3 separate regions of the Rattus norvegicus genome follow, and all the other regions are linked to region 2. The links are chromatin contacts, called in public Hi-C maps. All regions are on one chromosome and are shown on one strand. Each heading gives the region's core, a stretch centred on a gene start, on an enhancer-like site or on the middle of the called end of the contact. The rest is flanking DNA. Distances are from core to core; before and after follow the strand shown.

The links. A called contact is a pair of places that touch in the nucleus more often than the background predicts.
Region 1: a Hi-C map of the A7r5 cell line shows a contact between it and region 2, with 2.0 times the contacts expected there. The contact joins the enhancer-like site here to the promoter of Epha4 in region 2. A contact is called at or near these places in 2 of 12 Hi-C or Micro-C datasets (the A7r5 cell line and frontal cortex).
Region 3: a contact with region 2 is called in a Hi-C map of kidney, with 3 times the contacts expected there. The contact joins the enhancer-like site here to the promoter of Epha4 in region 2. A contact is called at or near these places in 3 of 12 Hi-C or Micro-C datasets (Schwann cells, kidney and liver).

Annotation. Positions count from the first base shown.
Region 1 is chr9:86,724,952-86,727,651 of GRCr8, reverse strand. No RefSeq gene overlaps it. Among named protein-coding and RNA genes, the nearest start is that of Epha4, 320 kb to the right of the region's middle. Within about 2 kb of position 1,356, at least 3 of the 93 cell types and tissues checked have an H3K27ac peak or open chromatin away from gene starts, as enhancers often do. A contact at or near this core is called in the A7r5 cell line, where this site is marked.
Region 2 is chr9:86,405,314-86,408,013 of GRCr8, reverse strand. Epha4 (Eph receptor A4) reads left to right here and starts at 1,317. Exons shown (of 18, transcript NM_001162411.1): 1 at 1,317-1,463. The coding sequence starts at 1,373.
Region 3 is chr9:86,133,128-86,135,827 of GRCr8, reverse strand. No RefSeq gene overlaps it. Among named protein-coding and RNA genes, the nearest start is that of Epha4, 270 kb to the left of the region's middle. Within about 2 kb of position 1,272, at least 2 of the 93 cell types and tissues checked have an H3K27ac peak or open chromatin away from gene starts, as enhancers often do. A contact at or near this core is called in kidney, where this site is marked.

The sequences.
Region 1 (2,700 bases), core at 107-2,606, 320 kb before region 2:
CATCCTGTGGGGTCTGGGCTCTGATGCCAGGAAAGGAGGAGTGTCATGGAAGGCTGGGTGACTGGAGAAAGTGAGAGGAGTCATAAGGAACCAAGACAAACTTTGACTAAAGATACACAGAATATTAGGCAAGTACACAGACATATGCCAACACACATGGACCACAGACAGGTGGGCAGATAAACATGTGCAGACTGACACACAGACTGCTTGGAGGTATGCACAAATGCATGGAGAGAGACACACGTAGGCAAGCTGGCAAAGGTGAAAGCTGGGCCCTCTGACTGCCAGGTCATGTTTGTAGAAGACACTCAAAACAAGAAGCATTTGGTTAAAAATAGTTATAGAACAGATTACAACACTGTTTACTTTGTTCCCTAGCCATGCATAGTTAACCATTTTATGTTGACTCACAGTCTCCCAGATATCTGATGTCAACCATGTTTTAATTGACTCATACTGATATCTATATCAGTCTCCTTCTGATCACAATCCATCCCTATAACCAGAAACAGGTGAAAAAGGACAAAGTATAGAAGATTCCCTGAATCACAGCTTTAGGGAACTCAGATGACTTTAGGAATAACTCAAGACCCAGAGACAGTTTAGTGAAAAGGTATTATACTTGGTGAAGAATCAATGGCTGAGTAGAATTATGATTAGACAGTGTCTCTAAAGGTGCGTCTAGTAGAATTCTTCAAAAGATGGCCTCAGAGACTGCCAGAATGCCAGAGCATCCAGGCCAATTCCTCTACCTGTCAAGGGTTTCTGACTTATAAGAGTCACAGACTGAGAGGGGAACCCCAGCCACTTCTGCCTATTTCCTTTCTCAGCTTTTCTATGATGTATGCCATCCTCCATGATGTAGGAGACTTTCTAGAAGTGAGGGTTTATAGCTCGTACCAAGCAAGATGGACTGGGAAGGTTTTTTGGTCTTCTCTCCTACAGAAGGAACGGAGAGGTTTAGAGAAATGTTTCCACTCTATGACTCACATAGAGGGAGGAGTTTGGTTTCTGTGTGTTACTTTTATAGAGAAAGACAATCAGGAGGTGTAGGGTGTGTGTGTAGCAGGGGAGGGTCAGTAGACAGCTGGAGAAGTTTTCCCAGTATGCTTTGGTTTAAAGCAGTCAGCTTGCCAGAGTTCCAAACTTTGGGGTATCATTTTCTGATAGTTTTAATAATTCCAGGGTAAACCCAAAAGCCTTTGGAACAGTCAGAGGAGTGTCAGTCAGCTTCAAATGAAGGCAAGAAGAAACGTTAACTTTCCTTTTTCCACCGAGAGGAGTAGCAGAGGAGGGTAGACTGCCAACTTGGAGGTTTGCACTGTTGAAGCAGTGTCAAACATCTCCCCAGTACTAACAACTATGTCATAAGTAAATATGACAAGCAAATGTAATCATGTTTAAAGCCACAAAAATACTGGCAAGTGGGGTATTTATAGCAGAAATATTTGAATCAACACTAGACAGACTTTAAGAGGTATGATACTCTCTGCGCTCATTCTCAGCTCATGGTGCTGGTATCAGAGGAAGGATCATGGAACATGGGCCTGAAAATTTTTTTTTTTTCGGAGCTGGGGACCGAACCCAGGGCCTTGCTAGGGCCTTGCTCCTGCTAGGCAAGCACTCTACCACTGAGCTAAATCCCCAACCCCGATGGGCCTGAAAATTTATGTGGATTTTTTTTATTAGAACCCCTTGCTTACCTACTCTGATGCTGTATGGGGAGCCGTGAGGCGTGTCAGTCAGGCACTCATTAAGTCTTGTTAGTAAGCAAAATGAGGAATTCAGTTTTTAGGGAAAATAAGCATTTTTTTTGAGTTGCTGATGTAGAATCTACTTGTGGCACGAAGAAAGGTAATATGAATACTCTTGTGATTTAATGGGTCACAGTTTGATGTAAGTTACTTAATTATAATGGTCAAACATCATATTCAAATAGATGTGTCTATCAGAATTCTACAAATGGAGCCTCCCTTTGTTGGTATATTGGCAGAGGATCCAGACAAAACTTACTTTGCTTTTTTAGAGTAATCCAATTTTTATGAAACACCTAGAAGAAAAATTCAAGAACTACAAACCTTGAGTTCATTAATATTTCTCTTCCAGAAAAGTCAATATTTTGATTAACCAATAACTATCTGATCAGTAAAAGGCTCCTAAACAGGAGCACACTGACACACACACACACACACACACACACACACACACACACACACACCCACCCCAATAAACTATACATGCACTCCAGCGATAACGCCCATTTTAATGCTGACAAGGATCTTCATAGGTGTGCCTCCTTCCCCCCAAACTGAGATTTCAAGCATTGACACCCCCCCCCGTTAGTTGAGTCCCTTAAGTTTTCTGAGTTCTCCAGACACATCCCTTCTGTTCCCTATGCCTTAATGTCCTCTCAATAAACATTCGTAGGAAGGGTCTGGAACTGTGTATATCTTGGTGCAAATTTAAATCAACATGTCACCTGAGAATAGAAGACGGGGAGGATGGAGTGGAGAAGGGCTTTGTTGCTTTATGTTTTAAACAATTGGAAAGATATTTTTAATTTGGTATTCTTGAGTCATCCATATTACTTTGAAACTTTTGTTATCATTTGATAATTTTCAAAAAGGAAAAACAACTATAAAAAGTAAGTGAAAATATAAATTTTGCTCACTAGGATTCTCTTCCCAAGATAATATG
Region 2 (2,700 bases), core at 68-2,567:
CTCCACTCTAAGCCTTAGATCTCAGGCTGAGACTCAGACTTGGAGAAGGGAAATCTGGCCCGGGAGGGATCCAAAAGAGGGGCGGCTTGAGGGGAGCACGGAAGGTGGGTCTTCTGGAATCCCACCCCTTTAAACGCCTGGGGAACAGCCACCCAGTTTCCCCAGGTAGCTAGCTGAGCTGATATCTGCGGTCGGCGCTCAACTGGCTTCCCCGGTGGCCTGAGCATCGGAGGGACCGACTGTGACCTGATGGTGTGTGCGTCCCTGGGAAGTCGATGGTTGGCATCCAGAACAACGCGGGGTTGTGGTACAAGTTTCTGCGGGTACAGCCTCTCATCTTGGTCTCCTGAGAGACTGTACCCATCAGCACCGGGGAGACGTAGGAGCTCAGAGCCACATTAGCTGCTCCAGGCAGCTTGCGACCCTCCGTGTGCCCATTCTGTGCAGCAGGTGTTCTCATTCGTACACCCTTCCCTTCTACACCTTTGTGTCCCGGAATGGCTAGACGTGGTTGCAGGGACTCTCCCTGGAAAGCGCACAGTGAATTCCCGGCAGCTAGGTCTGTCGCGAGGTGATTTCACCCTTCGCAGTCCGGTAGTGGGTCAGTCGACGTGAACACCCGGACCAGGGGTCACTTCCCGGCGATAGAAAGATTGGGGACAAGTGGCTACGTTGGGGAGACATTGGAGAGGACTGGGACTCCTTGGCTGGGTAACTAAGAAGGAAAGAAATAATCAAGCTACGAAAGTCCCCCAGCCCAAAGCATTTCCCACGGCGGAGCGCCATAAAGACACAAAACCGGGCAATGAGGGTGTCTGCGTGCAGCAGAGAGCGCCAGACCTGAGCTGGGGTGGGCAGTACAGCGACCCGACGACCTCAGCATGGGGCAAGAGCCAAGGTGCAGGTCAACCTCAGACTTATTTCATCTCAACAGGAGTCTTTTCTCCCTCGCCCAGCTCCGGATTTGGGGTCCGGCGAGGACTGCCATCATTTTCTGGCCTTCCCCGCCGTCCTGTCGGAGTCTCTCGAAGTTCCCTCTGCCGTCCAAGGGATCGATCCCCGAGGATCGAGACAAGGTTCCGGAGCTCCGGTGGGAGAACAGACCTATCACAGCTACGGAGCCAGCCTCCGGAGACCTTGAGCCCTGCGGAGGCTGGAGGGGGCGGGACCTCAGGGGGTGGGCTCTGCACAGTGGGGGTGGAGATGTGGCGCCGGTTCTGCTCTGCCATTGGTCGCAAGCTCCGGACTGGCGGGTGTACGTCACGGGCCGGGCCCACCCTCTTGGCAATGTCTTCAGACTGCTGCACTCCTAACTTAAGCATTTATTCCACTGGGATAGAAGCGGTAGGAGCAGCGTTGGCACCGGCGAACCATGGCTGGGATTTTCTATTTCATCCTCTTTTCGTTTCTCTTTGGAATTTGCGACGCTGTCACCGGTTCTAGGGTATACCCGGCGAATGAAGGTAAGAGCCGGGCAGCCCTTACGCGATCCGGGACCCGGAGAGGGTGATTCACTGATGAATGGTTCGGGAGCTCAGAACCAGTTAGGATGGGGGGCGGGGGGGGGGAGAGCGCGGCGTGAGCCTCGCGTTCCCACTCCGGAGAAGGGTGCGGGACAGAGGGGATCCTCTTAAGTGGGGAACGAGGAAGATCGGGCAGTCTGAACTGAGAGGGGTGACCGATGCAAGCTGCCACTCTGCCCAAGTTTGTAGTGAAAGGCCAAAGTTTATCAGCATCCGCCTGCAGGGCCGGCTTCAGGAGCCCCCAGGGGGATACACCAGGATTTAAAACAAAACAAAACAAAACAAAAATAACGTGTGAACAAAGTCCTCTTCATCAGCAGCACCAGCGAGAAGGGAAATGCAGATGAGCAGTGAAGGCTTAGCGCGCCCGGCCTCTTGTCCAAGCCTTGCGAGCCCGGGTTTCTGCAAAGTTTTCCCAGCGCTGCGCTTCCCGGGACCTGGCTGCCTGGTCTCCGCAGCGCAGCGGTGGTGGCGCCGCTTGCGGGCGCCGGTGACCTGATTTCTAGCACCGGGCCTCAGACACCTTTTTCTCCATCGGGCCGCGCAACCTAGAGGTTGCAATCGCAGGCCTACCTCTCCCCTACCCCAGATCCTTAGATCATCCAGCAAACCTAGAGGAGCAGTCAGCGAGTTAAACATACCCTACTTTAAGCTTCTCTCTCTGGAATGGTGTGAACTAGTCTGTAAGGACTGGCATGACCCACCGGACCCGCTCTTTCTTGGTGCTGTTTTCTGTTTATCTATTGAGACGTGCTGGAAGGATTGTTTTTCTGTCCGAGGTGAGGGGAGAGGTGGTGACCATTTAGTTTCTAATGGGCCTAGAGGGAAGAGAGCATTCTCTGTTTTGTCTGTCTCTGTCTCTCTTCCTCCTCCTGTGTGTGTGTGTGTGTGTGTGTGTGTGTGTGTGTGTGTGTGTGTGTGTGTGTTTGAGGGTAAATGTGTGCCTGGTGCGGGTGTCTGCATGAACCTGGACTATTTGTGCCGGGTAAGCGAGTGCGCAGGGTGTGAACGTGGGCCCGGGCCTCTGTTCGTGTTCCAACCTATACGCATTAGCTGTGCATCTGTCTTATCGATTCTTCCCACTCCATCCATCCATCCATCCATCCATCCATCCATCCATCCATCCATCCATCCTCCGTCTCCCCAGGCATCAGTCCATCTAGCTATTTCTGTGCAA
Region 3 (2,700 bases), core at 23-2,522, 270 kb after region 2:
CTGCAGTAGGTAATCATTGCAGATTTGAACACAATCACCCTTGGACTAAGAAATTATATATTGTAGGTGTCACTGTCTTAAGACTTGAGATGTGGGGCTAGTGAGATGACCCTGTGTAACCACTGGTGGCTCTTCCAGAGAGTTTGAGTTAGAATCCCAGCCTGCAACTGTATATTACTCTATTCCTAAGGGATCTAACACACTTTCTGGCCACCATGAATGCTGCCTGCATGTTGCACGTAGGCATTCATAAGGGCAACACACCCACACATATAAAATAAAGTGGAAAAAATTAAATATTGAAAAATCCTAGGCGTAGCCTCCTCCAGATAGCCTGAATGAACTGGTCTTGCCTACAGCTCAGCAATCTGTTTTCAAACCCTCCTTCTAGGTCATTTGAATGCATATAATCTTAGGATCTCACTTGGGAAAATATTAGTTTATAGGTTGATTTTTCAGAATACAAGTCGTATCTGAAGAGAGGCCCTTTCAAGATGCCATTGAGTTAAAAGGAGGCCCTTAGGGGACGTCCATTCTGATTGCAGTTCACCTCGTAGGAACTATTTAGATACAGATACTAGGGCTGAACTGCACAGAGCAAAGCCTTCATGAAGACACACCCAGAAGGAAGTCATTCATATGCCAAGGGAGGAGACTTCAGAAGAAAATATTCCTGATTCAGTTTTCCTACCTTCAGAGTTGCAAGATATATAATTTTTACCGGCTAAGCCCACCCAGTCTGAGGTATTTTGTTATGGTAGTCCAGCAAAATAAAACACCTACCAGTGTGAGCTCTTCTTGCACATGGCCATTCGCAAGCTCATACGAAAGGCTGTGTACAATGTCCCAGAGATGCAGTAGAGTATACAATTTAAATAGATATTCAATGTTCTTGTCTTCAGGCCCAGGCTGGTTTCTTTTTTCAAAGTTTATTATACAGGGTTACATAAGGCTGTTTTCATGCAAATATATAAGTTTGTAGCCATTAGTCTTGGTTATCAACTTGACTGAAAAAAAAATTAGAAAGTTAGATAAGGCCCACTTTTGTCTGTGTTTACTAGGGCATTTCTAGAGATGATTGGCATGTGGGCAGGCAAACTGAGTGGGGAAGACCTGCCCTGGGTGTCAAGTCCAACTGGCATATGAAACACAAACCAACACTGGAAGAAAGCCCAAACCCACACGTGACAATCCGAAGAGCAGGTTCCCATCGGCACGCTGGAGTCTTTTCAAGTGGGTGAGCTTTTTGCCATTAACCCTGAGCATCCAACTCCAACGTCCTGTGACTCCAGCTTCTTCAGCCTTTGAACATAGGCTCACACCAGTGACTGGCTCTCCGGGGTCAGGCCTTCAGCCGCAGATTTAAACAGCAGTCCTTTTTCATCTTTGCTCTGAGGCTTCTAACTTCTTGCCCTGAACAGCTACTCGTTTCTCTAGCTCTGTAACTTGAGGACGACCATTGTGGGACTAATCATACTGATCATGTACATCAGTGTAATACGTCTCTACTCATCAGGGTTTTATGGGTCCTTTCCCTCTGGAGAACCCTCCCTCGTTGATACAGCCCTCTTCTCCTATTTCCGAGGCAGCAATGACTTTTATGCCATCATACTTTCTAGGCATCAGCTCTGACCTGAGCCTAGAGAGAGCGTTTAGAAGTTCCCTGCTTTTGACTTAGGCTCATGCTCAACCCCAGCTGTTTAGGAATCCACCCCGCTCCATTTTTCTGGGTTTTGTGATCCTGAGGTGATTATCTCTGGACTTTTGACTTGATGTCCCAGCTAGTGGTCTTTCACCTACTGATTAGTACTTAACCAGAACAACTCAGTTTAGACTTAATATTGACTGGCTGCCTCTTTTCCTAATCCAGGTCTCAGGGAGAATTTATGTTATTATATTTTAGGAATAAAAACACGTAGCCATGCTCAGACTAGAAAGAAAACGAATGTGCTTAGCGACAGTGGATGAAAAAACCACTGGTGCCCCTTCTAAGCCTCTAATGGTCTCTCTGCTTTAGGAGTTGGTTCCAAAGCCACGAAAAACAAGACCAGAAAAGATTCCACTTCGACAAAAAGTGGAAAAATTGCAGACATAGCTCATATTTCAACTGGAAGCAGAAGGCTTTTGATTACAAATAAGGAAAAATATTCTAAAAAAGAAGAGAGGTGAAACACCATAGAATTCTCTTAAAGGAGTTACTCAATTACTGTAATGGCTGGTCTTTAAAACACAGAATGTCTCCTCTATTTAGGCTCATGTAAGTATAGTGGATTCAAGCCTGCCGTAGAGAGAAAAAAAAAGGAAGGGCTTATTAGGAGAACATTCACCCCTATAATTCTACGGTCTTCATGAATCAGCAGCCTGTTCTCAGTAGGTTTACCAGTCATTAATAGTTGATATTATTTTAGGCTAACCAGTGGCTGATTCTTAAGCATGCTTCAGGCTCCAAAACTGTGCATACCAAGATTTCTGGGAACAGCTGGAAAACCATAATTATAGTTCACAGGGTACATGCTCATCTGGCAAAATCTGTAAATAAAGCTTAAAAAGCAAATATCCCATTTATATAAACAGCTTCTGAATGCTGGGAGATCAATTACCAAGGGAACAGAGAGCTCGCTTTTCTCGATGATTTCTTCCCTTCTCTCAGAATAAGGAAAAATTTTAATATTTAAAGACTCAGAGGTGAAGAGTGAAATT